Linked DNA regions of Mus musculus: region 2 is linked to region 1. Evidence: chromatin contacts called from public HiChIP or PLAC-seq data. All regions are on one chromosome and are shown on one strand. The core of a region is the stretch at or near the end of the contact, and the rest is flanking DNA. Distances in the headings are between cores, read along the strand shown. Region 1 has its middle 5.2 kb from the start of Rpp21. Region 2 overlaps Trim26 (tripartite motif-containing 26).

Region 1 (4,089 bases), core at 523-3,022:
TGTTCTAGCTAACCATCTCATGAGTAATGCAATACTCTAAAACCACAGCCGGATCTACTTCCTAAACCATTGTAAATTCCTGTATATAGGTGTAACTCAGCTATAATTCTAAATATCTGTTCTGGTTTCTCCTACGGTCAGAAACTTCTTTCTTCCTTAGTGATGGTAAATTCCTGTGAAGGGCAGTGACCTAACTTTTACTCAAAGAGATAGTGTAATACCAGGGGCAATACTGAATTCCAAGCCCAAGGTCTTGCTAAGGACGAACTAGGACTGTTGGAACACTGGCGGATGGCTTTAGCTATGTCAGAATTCAATCTTAAAAGGCACTTATGATAGGAAAATATTGAAAGAGAGCACGTGGATCCATACACTAGACTAACGCGGGAATGGAACGCGGGAATGAAAAATTACTGTATGGGTAGGGAACGCTAGACTCCAGGAGGAGAGCTTCCTTGAAAGTCTTTTGCCTCATGAGTGACTTTTAAGCCTCTCGGCTTGTCCAGTTGACTCGACCAGAGAGCGTAGCATCCTATGGAGTTGGAGCTTTTGTTTTTTATGGAGATAAGGTCTGGTTGTGGTTGAGGCTAGTCTCAAACTCCCAAGCTCCAGTGCTAGTCTTACCTTAGCCTCTCTCTCTCTCTCTCTCTCTCTCTCTCTCTCTCTCTCTCTCTCTCTCTCTCTCTCTCAAGAGATTTTATTGGTCGAGGAGCAGAGTACAGACATTCCAGTTCTTATCACACGTCCCCAAAAGAACCATATACTGTGTTCATGTACCCAAACTCTAAAGAGTCACATTGTGTTCATGTACACAAATGAAGAGCTACGGATTGTTTTTCTTTGAACTTATTCCAATGATGTTCCAGCCTCAAACTTGGCAAGTTTCCTAAGACCTTTCCTAACAACCAAATGTTCATAATCTTCAGCTCCACCAACTCACAGTTTTATGCCACACAGAGAACGTACTCAGAATTTCCATCTTTCACAGCACATTATCACGACTGTTAGGAAAATGGACTGCCACGACCACAGACATCACAGTTCTGACAGGGCAAGGACCAAAGACTGGCTTTCTTACAAAATGGTTCTACAAGAAACACAGGACCAGATAGAACTGAAAATATTCCAGACACAAATGCACCCCCCGAGACTCCAAATTGCCATTTAGTGTGCTTTGTATTGTAGGATATAAAACTAGCTCCCTCTACGAAATGTGATGGTGACCCCCGAGGCAGTCACAGCCTCTCCTGATTCAGTATCCTGCTATTTTCTGGTTGTACCAAAAATAAACAACCAGCAAATGATTTAACCTCTTAAAAAAAAAAAAAACAAAAAAACATTTACACTTAAAAAAAAAAATGAGATGAGGTGGGATTCCCTCACCTTTTAAAAATGTTTCTAGAGCTACTAAAAAACTCGCATTTACAAAATTGTTGATAAAAATATTCCTCTGGACTGTACAAGAAGGGAGGCGGGACCACTGACAGGCGTGATGGATGCTTAGTCGGACTTGGGTCCTTTCTCTTCATCAGAGGTTGGACTCTGGTTTTCTGTCTCTCCATTTTCTGCAGGCAGATCTGTGGTTTGCTGGTCAGCAGCTTCAGCCTGTTGTTTGCCCTTTGCTCCCCTCTTCCCTTTTATCTGCACTTTTTCGTTTGATATTTATCCTTTCCCGTGGCTTTTTTTGGCTTGGGAGGGGCGGGCTTGACCGATAGCCTCGCGGAGCGGCGCTTGGGTTCCGCCTCCATCCGTGTTAACCTTCCTCTTGGGCATCCTGGCGGCGCGAAGTGGGAGAGGCGTGTGTCACCGGATCTGTCCCGAGCTGCACCACCAAGCCCTCACCACACTAACTGCTGCGACCCGTCGCAGGGGCGGTGGGAGAACCGGATCGTCTTAGCCTCTTGAACAGCTGGGACTACAGTGCTGATCAGGGTGCCAGGCTGAACCAAATGTTTATTCTATTTGAAGAACTCTTTGATAGCCTGAGAGTCTTTGCTGTAGTCCTTAGAGTATGCATATGACTGCAGCTGACTCTTAGAGGAACCAGAACACGTGAACAAACCACAAAGATTTATGAGGGAACTACATTCATGTGTATGTATGAGAGTATGTTATGTGCGCTGTGTGCAGGAGCCCAAAGAGATCAGATGTTAGAGCCTCAGAACTGGAGTTATGGGCAATTGTGAGCTGCTATGTGGATACTGGGAACCAAACCCTGGTCCTCTGCAAAAGCAGCAAGCGTAGTTATCTCTCCAACCCCCCAGATTCTGTTTTTCCCTCCTGGAACTTGATCTTAATGGTCTCCTATACAAGGGGAATCAATCTCTCTCTCTCTCTCTCTCTCTCTCTTAAAAAAGTATATTGTAGCTGTTTTCTTTCTTTCTTTTTTCTTTTTTTTGATTTATGTATTTATTTTATGCATGAGTACACTGTAGTTGTCCTCAGACACACCAGAAGAGGGCACTGAGTAGCATTACAGATGGTTGTGAGCCACCATGTGGTTGCTGGGATTTGAACTTAGGACCTCTGGAAGAGCAGTCATTGCTCTTGACCGCTAAGCCATCTCTCCAGCCCAGGGAATCTTTTGATTGAACTATGACATCAGAACTCAAGTTTTCCTGCTCCTATGCTGGGGATGATGCAGATCAGTTGATAGAGTGCTTGCCTTGCATGCACAGGGTTCAATCCTCGGCACCACGGAAAAACTGTGCAAAGCTTTTGGGGCCACTTCTAGAAACGTGGCAGGAATTTGACCTTGGGCCAGGATACGGAAGTAAGCTCAGGCAGGAATTTGACTGTGGGCTAGAACAAATAGACCTCAGGCAGGAAATTGACTTTGGTCTAGGACTCTGAAGTAGGCAAAAGATGAATGCAGCTGAGGAATGTGTTCTTTGTATCTTGACGGTTCTTGTTAAGACCCTGAATACAGTACTCATGAGACCTTTCATCTATATTTTGTTTGCTCCTTACCTACCCAGTCCATGCCTTGTTTGTTCCTTAACTACTTTATGACTTAAGACTGACCATATTCTTTGTATATACCTAGAATGATATAAAAGCAGACTGGAAAAAAATAAATCTGCTTCAGCCTCTGAACAGACTGGGGTCAGGCTACAGTGTTGTCCAATTGTCTTTTTTCTTTTTAATCCTTCCTTCCTCCCCAGAGAACTGTTGACTGACTGAGCTGACTTGATAAAAAACAAACAAACAAACAAACAAAACTAAGTGTTTTGGTAAATGCCTGTAATCCCAGAACTGGAGGCAGGAGGATCAGAAGTTCAAAATCATCAGTGGATCATAGGAAGTTTAGGTTAGACTGGACAAGAATTCCTTGAAGAAAAAAAGTTTGGATATCCTACTTGGAGCATGTTCTATTGTGTGTAGACACACACATACACAAAGTTATCCACAAATCAGATTTAGTGTGCAAGAGCCAAGGACCATCAGTTATGAGGCTTACTGAAGAAGCCAAAAAAACATGAGCTAAAGATGCAGGCTGCAGGTAGGAATGATTAGGTGTGCTTTTAGAGCATATGTTCCTTGATGGCTGTCAGTTGATCCAGCTAGGCACAACTCTAGAAATGAACTGTCAAATAACCAATCAACATTGTTACCTGAACACTGCTAAGTACTTTTTTTTGTTGTTTTTTTTTTTTAAAGATTCATTTATTTATTGTAAGTACACTGTAGCTGTCTTCAGACAATCCAGAAGATAGAGTCAGATCTTGTTACAGATGGTTGTGAGCCACCATGTGGTTGCTGGGACTTGAACTCCGAACCTTCGGAAGAGCAGTTGGGTGCTCTTACCCACTGAGCCATCTCATTAGCCCTGATTTTGTTTTTTTTTGAGATAGGGTTTCTCCATATAACAGAGCCTGTCCTGGAATCTATTTGTAGACCAGGCTGGCCTTGAACTCAGGGTCCTGGAATCTGTTTGTAGACCAGGCTGGCCATGAACTCAGAGATTCGCCAGCCTCTTCCTCCAGAGTGCTGGGATTAAGTGTGTGCCACCACACCCAGTTTAGTACTTTTTTTTTTTTTTTTTTTTTCTGAGACAGGGTTTCTTTGTATAGCCCTGGCTGTCCTGGA
Region 2 (4,337 bases), core at 243-2,742, 610 kb after region 1:
CTGTATCTTTTATCCTTGGGATCTCCAGTAGAGCCCTGTTCCAAGTAAGAAATGAGTTCTCTGGGTCTACAAGTCATTTCTATCGTTTTCATTTTTCCTCCATAGGCAAGCTGCTGAGAGACTTGGAGTATAAGACAGGTACGTGAACAGAAGGTTGTTCCCATTTTACCCTGTGGAATCCTCACTGGAACTGCCCATAGGCGGCCCCACCCCCTTACATTATTTCAGATCAGTCTCCCGTGTAGTCTGCAGTACTGCTGAGCCTTTGAGGTCACAGGTCACACACCATAAGGTGCTTCTTATGAGACCTTATGAGAGCAAACAGCAGTGGCAGCCCGAGGCCAGAGATCATCTATGCTGTGTGTACCAAGTACCTCAGGGACACAGTTCACAGAGACCATGATATAAAGAGTGCTCGGGAATATATAGAACTGCGCAGTGAGGCAGATACTATGGAGACTAGTCACTCCTTCCCAGCCCACCACTGACACTGTTACTTCCTCCCTTGTCCAATAGTAAGCGTCACCCTGGACCCACAGTCGGCCAGTGGATACCTACATCTTTCAGAGGACTGGAAGTGTGTGACCTATACTGGCCAATACCAGAGTGACTGTCTGCTCCCCCAGCAGTTTGACTGTGAGCCAGGAGTGTTGGGCAGCAAGGGCTTCACATGGGGAAAGGTATACTGGGAAGTAGAGTTGGAGAGAGAAGGCTGGTCAGAGGATGAAGAAGAGGGGGAGGAGGAAGAAGAAGGGGAAGAAGAGGAAGAAGACGAGGAGGTTGGCTATGGGGACGGATACGAAGACTGGGAAACAGATGAAGAAGACGAATCACTGGGGGAAGAGGAAGAGGAGGAAGAGGAAGAAGAAGAAGAAGTTCAGGAAAGCTGCATGGTGGGAGTGGCCAAAGACTCTGTGAAGAGGAAAGGGGACCTCTCCCTGCGACCAGAAGATGGTGTGTGGGCCCTTCGGCTCTCCCCCTCAGGTATCTGGGCCAACACGAGCCCAGAGGCCCAGCTGTTCCCGGTGCTGCGGCCCCGGAGAGTGGGCATCGCCCTGGATTATGAAGGTGGCACTGTGACATTCACCAATGCAGAGTCCCAGGAACTCATCTATACCTTCACGACCACCTTCACCCGGCGCCTGGTTCCCTTCCTGTGGCTCAAGTGGCCAGGAGCACGCCTTCTGCTGAGACCCTGAACTCCAGAACCCGCCTGGGTCACCCTACAGAAACTTTACTTCTCTGAGAGTCCAGGACTCTGAGATGAAGAAAGATTACCTGGATCCCACACCCATGGAAACTTCCCTTCTCTGGGATCCCAAAACTATAATGGAGGAAGGTTCCTGGCCAGAGCACTAGGAGGAGGAGAGAGAGGGACATCACATCCATTGCCACCCATCTCCCCACTGCCACGGCCAAAGTCTCTCAACACTGTCACCCTATCCATATATCTTACTCAGCTTCTCATTTCCTCTGAGGTTTCCTGCTCTGAAGACCAAATGACTCCCTCTTTCCTGAACACACCCATTTGTCTTGTCCCTGTGTTCTTTGTTGAGCAGGGCCTTGGCAGCAGCATTTTCTGGTTCAGTTGTTAGCCAGTGCCCACAGGTAGACTTTCCATCACATCTGAAGCTGTTTTTGCTGTCCTCGAAGTTGAGGTACCCCGTGCCCAAAACCACTCTGTTGCCTACCTTTCCTGGTGTCTTAAATCACTTTTCCTTACCCCACAAGAGTTAAATATGCAAAGATGCAAGAATGGATGTAGTCATGACCCACAGAAGTTTCCAAGGCCGTGTAAGTTTGTGTCCTGGAGTGCTGGTAGAATCATCTCCTAGCGTGAGTACCAAAGTTTCTAGCCTCAAACCCAGACCTGAGTAGGTAGGACTCCCCAGGGACATCTGTGTTTCAGAAAGCATCTAGGTACTATGACTCAGATAGTGACTGTGATCAATAAATTACCTCTGCAGAGCAGTCCTTGTGAAGGAAGTTTTTAAAACAACCCGAACATCTTGCTCTTGACCAGGAGGTCAAGACCTCGTTGCTGACACTATGGAGTGTCCAGATTCACTTTCCTAGGAGATGGACTGGGGAAGGGGAGAGAGGGCCATGAGGAATCTAGAGAGCCTCTGTCCTAGGTCTTACTATGGAGAAAGGGCCTGCAGTATCGCCCTGCTGACCCAGCTGGTGCCCATAGTTGAACATGAGTCCCTGCTTAGCCAAAATGATGCCCCCCTTTTTATCCTTAAACATTCCAGATTTCTTCTGCCCGTGCAAGTGTTAGCTCCTCTTGGCTCTTGAACAGACTGTTCCCAGACACTGGATCTTGGTGGCCTCGGAGTCACCACAGCGTCTCGAGACTGAACACTTCGTATGCATCACATGCTGCCTGAGTCACTAGTACCTACACAGTGGCTCCCTCACCACTCTTTGTTCTAGAGTTAATCATCTTCATTTCCTGTGTCTTTATTACTAAATAAACTACACATTTTTCTCAGTGGTCAGAAATTTCAAGACAGTCATCTGGTGCTGTCTCTTATTTTTATCTTGATGCCTACTGGAGTGAACTTGAACCTGAGCCATTGATTGGTCTCTCTGTAGACAGCTTTTAAATCCCCTTTTGGCATTAAACTGGGGGTTCTGGATCTTTTCCCTCTGAGGCCTGTAGCCCCGCTAGCCTAACTCTCACGTAGCTGTAGATGACCTTAAGCTTCCTGTCTCAACCTTCTAAGGTCTGGGATTTCAGGTAGGTGCCACTATGCCTGTTTTTTTGTTTTTATGGTTTTGGGGTTTTGGTTTTGTTATGTTTTGTTTTTCAAGACAGGGTTTCTCTGTGTAGCCCTGGGTGTCCTGGAACTCACTCTGTAGACAAGGCTGGCCTCGAACTCAGAGATCTGCCTGCCTCTGCCTGGTTTATACAGTGCTGGAGACTGAACCCAGGGTTTCTCACATCCTAGGCAAGCACTCCCCCGGGTGGCATCCCAAGCCCTGGTCCTATTTCTGGACCCCGTGTCTCCTCTCCTAACTTAACTGTGGTTTTGTCACACATTTAATAACTTCTGAGGTGAGTTTGGAAGTTGAATTTTTAAAGCCTTCAGTATCTGGAAATGTTTATCTCTCATACACTTAAGGGATTCTTCAAAATTGTGTTTCCTTCAGAATGTCAGAATTGTTCTACTGCCTTAAGGTCCTGATTTTCAGAATTCCCTTGGGGCTCTCTGCCTCATGATAGTTCTCAGTGGCCTGTTTCTGTTTTACAGATGGGTTTGGGAGCCTTACCTGTATCCCTACTCCTTGCACTAGCACATATGAAGCACATACATACATACATACATACATACATACAATTAAAGGACTGGACAAGATCTCACTATGTAAACATGGCTGGCCTCAGACTCACTGGGTGGGATTTAAAGGCTTATACTGTCACACCTAAGAGGGGTAAAAACTTTAAGATACCTGGGGCAACCTAGAAAAAGGTTTGTGTAGGCTCATGGTTCTGAAGGTGCAGTCCATCGTCATCGGTCTCTATGCTTTTAGCTTCTGTCATGGTAACCTATCCTGGCAGGTATGCTTGACAGAGCACAGTCACACATACCATCAGCCAGGAGACAGAATGAACCAGGCTCCCACAGTCCCCTTCCAGAGCATATGCTAGAGACCCAAAGACTCCACCTTCTAGTCATTTCCACCCTTCGGACCAGTCCTTTAACACCTGATCATTCAGAGGTCTTAAACAGTGAAACAATCTTGCCCATCCTCCTTATAAGTTGCCACAATAAACAGATTAGACACAAAACACAAAGGCCCTTAGGTTACATATTTTATTAAAACATCCTCTCAGAACGTAGATAAATGAGCTGAAGGGGCTTTAGGGTCCACCCAGAGTTGTTGATGAAGCCCTGTAGCATCTCCAGCTTCGTGTCCAAAAGTCATAAATTAGTACAAGTCACAGGTTCCTGGTTACCCTACAGTGGTCATTTTGAAGCTTTTACAGCTTTTTGTTTGCTTCCCTTCCAAATCCCATTGACTCATAGCTTTGCTGGTGTCTAGGACAATGCCTTCCTGTCTGCTGGCTCTCCATTCAGAGAGATCACCGTGTCCAGGAACAGGAGTGAAAGGACTTGCTACACAAGATTCCCATTTGAATGCTAGGGACAGAGCTGGGTTCCAAGGGTGCTGGTGTGTCTGCCGCATTTCCCTGGCTCCACCTTAGTCTTTCAAAGGCAGGCAGAGGAACTTACTTTCCAGGTGGGATAGGGTTAGAAAAAGATGGTGACTGAAGCCTTGGTGTGGGACATTTGCAAGGTCTCTCCCACACCTGGTCACATCTACACTGC

Evidence for each region. HiChIP or PLAC-seq counts read pairs in DNA pulled down with a chosen protein or histone mark.
Region 2: an H3K4me3 HiChIP or PLAC-seq map of bone marrow-derived macrophages shows a contact between it and region 1, with 5 times the contacts expected there. The contact joins two enhancer-like sites. A contact is called at or near these places in 12 of 39 promoter capture datasets (the 3T3-L1 cell line, the C10 cell line, the HPC-7 cell line and 9 more), 8 of 115 datasets of contacts at active chromatin or transcription factors (the 230-238 cell line, bone marrow-derived dendritic cells, bone marrow-derived macrophages and 5 more) and 1 of 9 other capture datasets (adipose tissue).

The regions. Positions count from the first base shown.
Region 1 is chr17:36,250,614-36,254,702 of GRCm38.p6, forward strand. It overlaps the pseudogene Gm6633. Among named protein-coding and RNA genes, the nearest start is that of Rpp21, 5.2 kb to the right of the region's middle. Within about 2 kb of position 1,773, at least 89 of the 459 cell types and tissues checked have an H3K27ac peak or open chromatin away from gene starts, as enhancers often do. A contact at or near this core is called in bone marrow-derived macrophages, where this site is marked.
Region 2 is chr17:36,856,884-36,861,220 of GRCm38.p6, forward strand. It overlaps Trim26 (tripartite motif-containing 26), which reads left to right. Exons shown (of 10, transcript NM_001025599.3): 9 at 106-138; 10 at 517-2,515. The coding sequence ends at 1,199. It overlaps Trim15 (tripartite motif-containing 15), which reads right to left. Exons shown (of 7, transcript NM_001024134.2): 7 at 3,808-4,337. Among named protein-coding and RNA genes, the nearest start is that of Trim15, 8.1 kb to the right of the region's middle. Within about 2 kb of position 1,493, at least 23 of the 459 cell types and tissues checked have an H3K27ac peak or open chromatin away from gene starts, as enhancers often do. A contact at or near this core is called in bone marrow-derived macrophages, where this site is marked.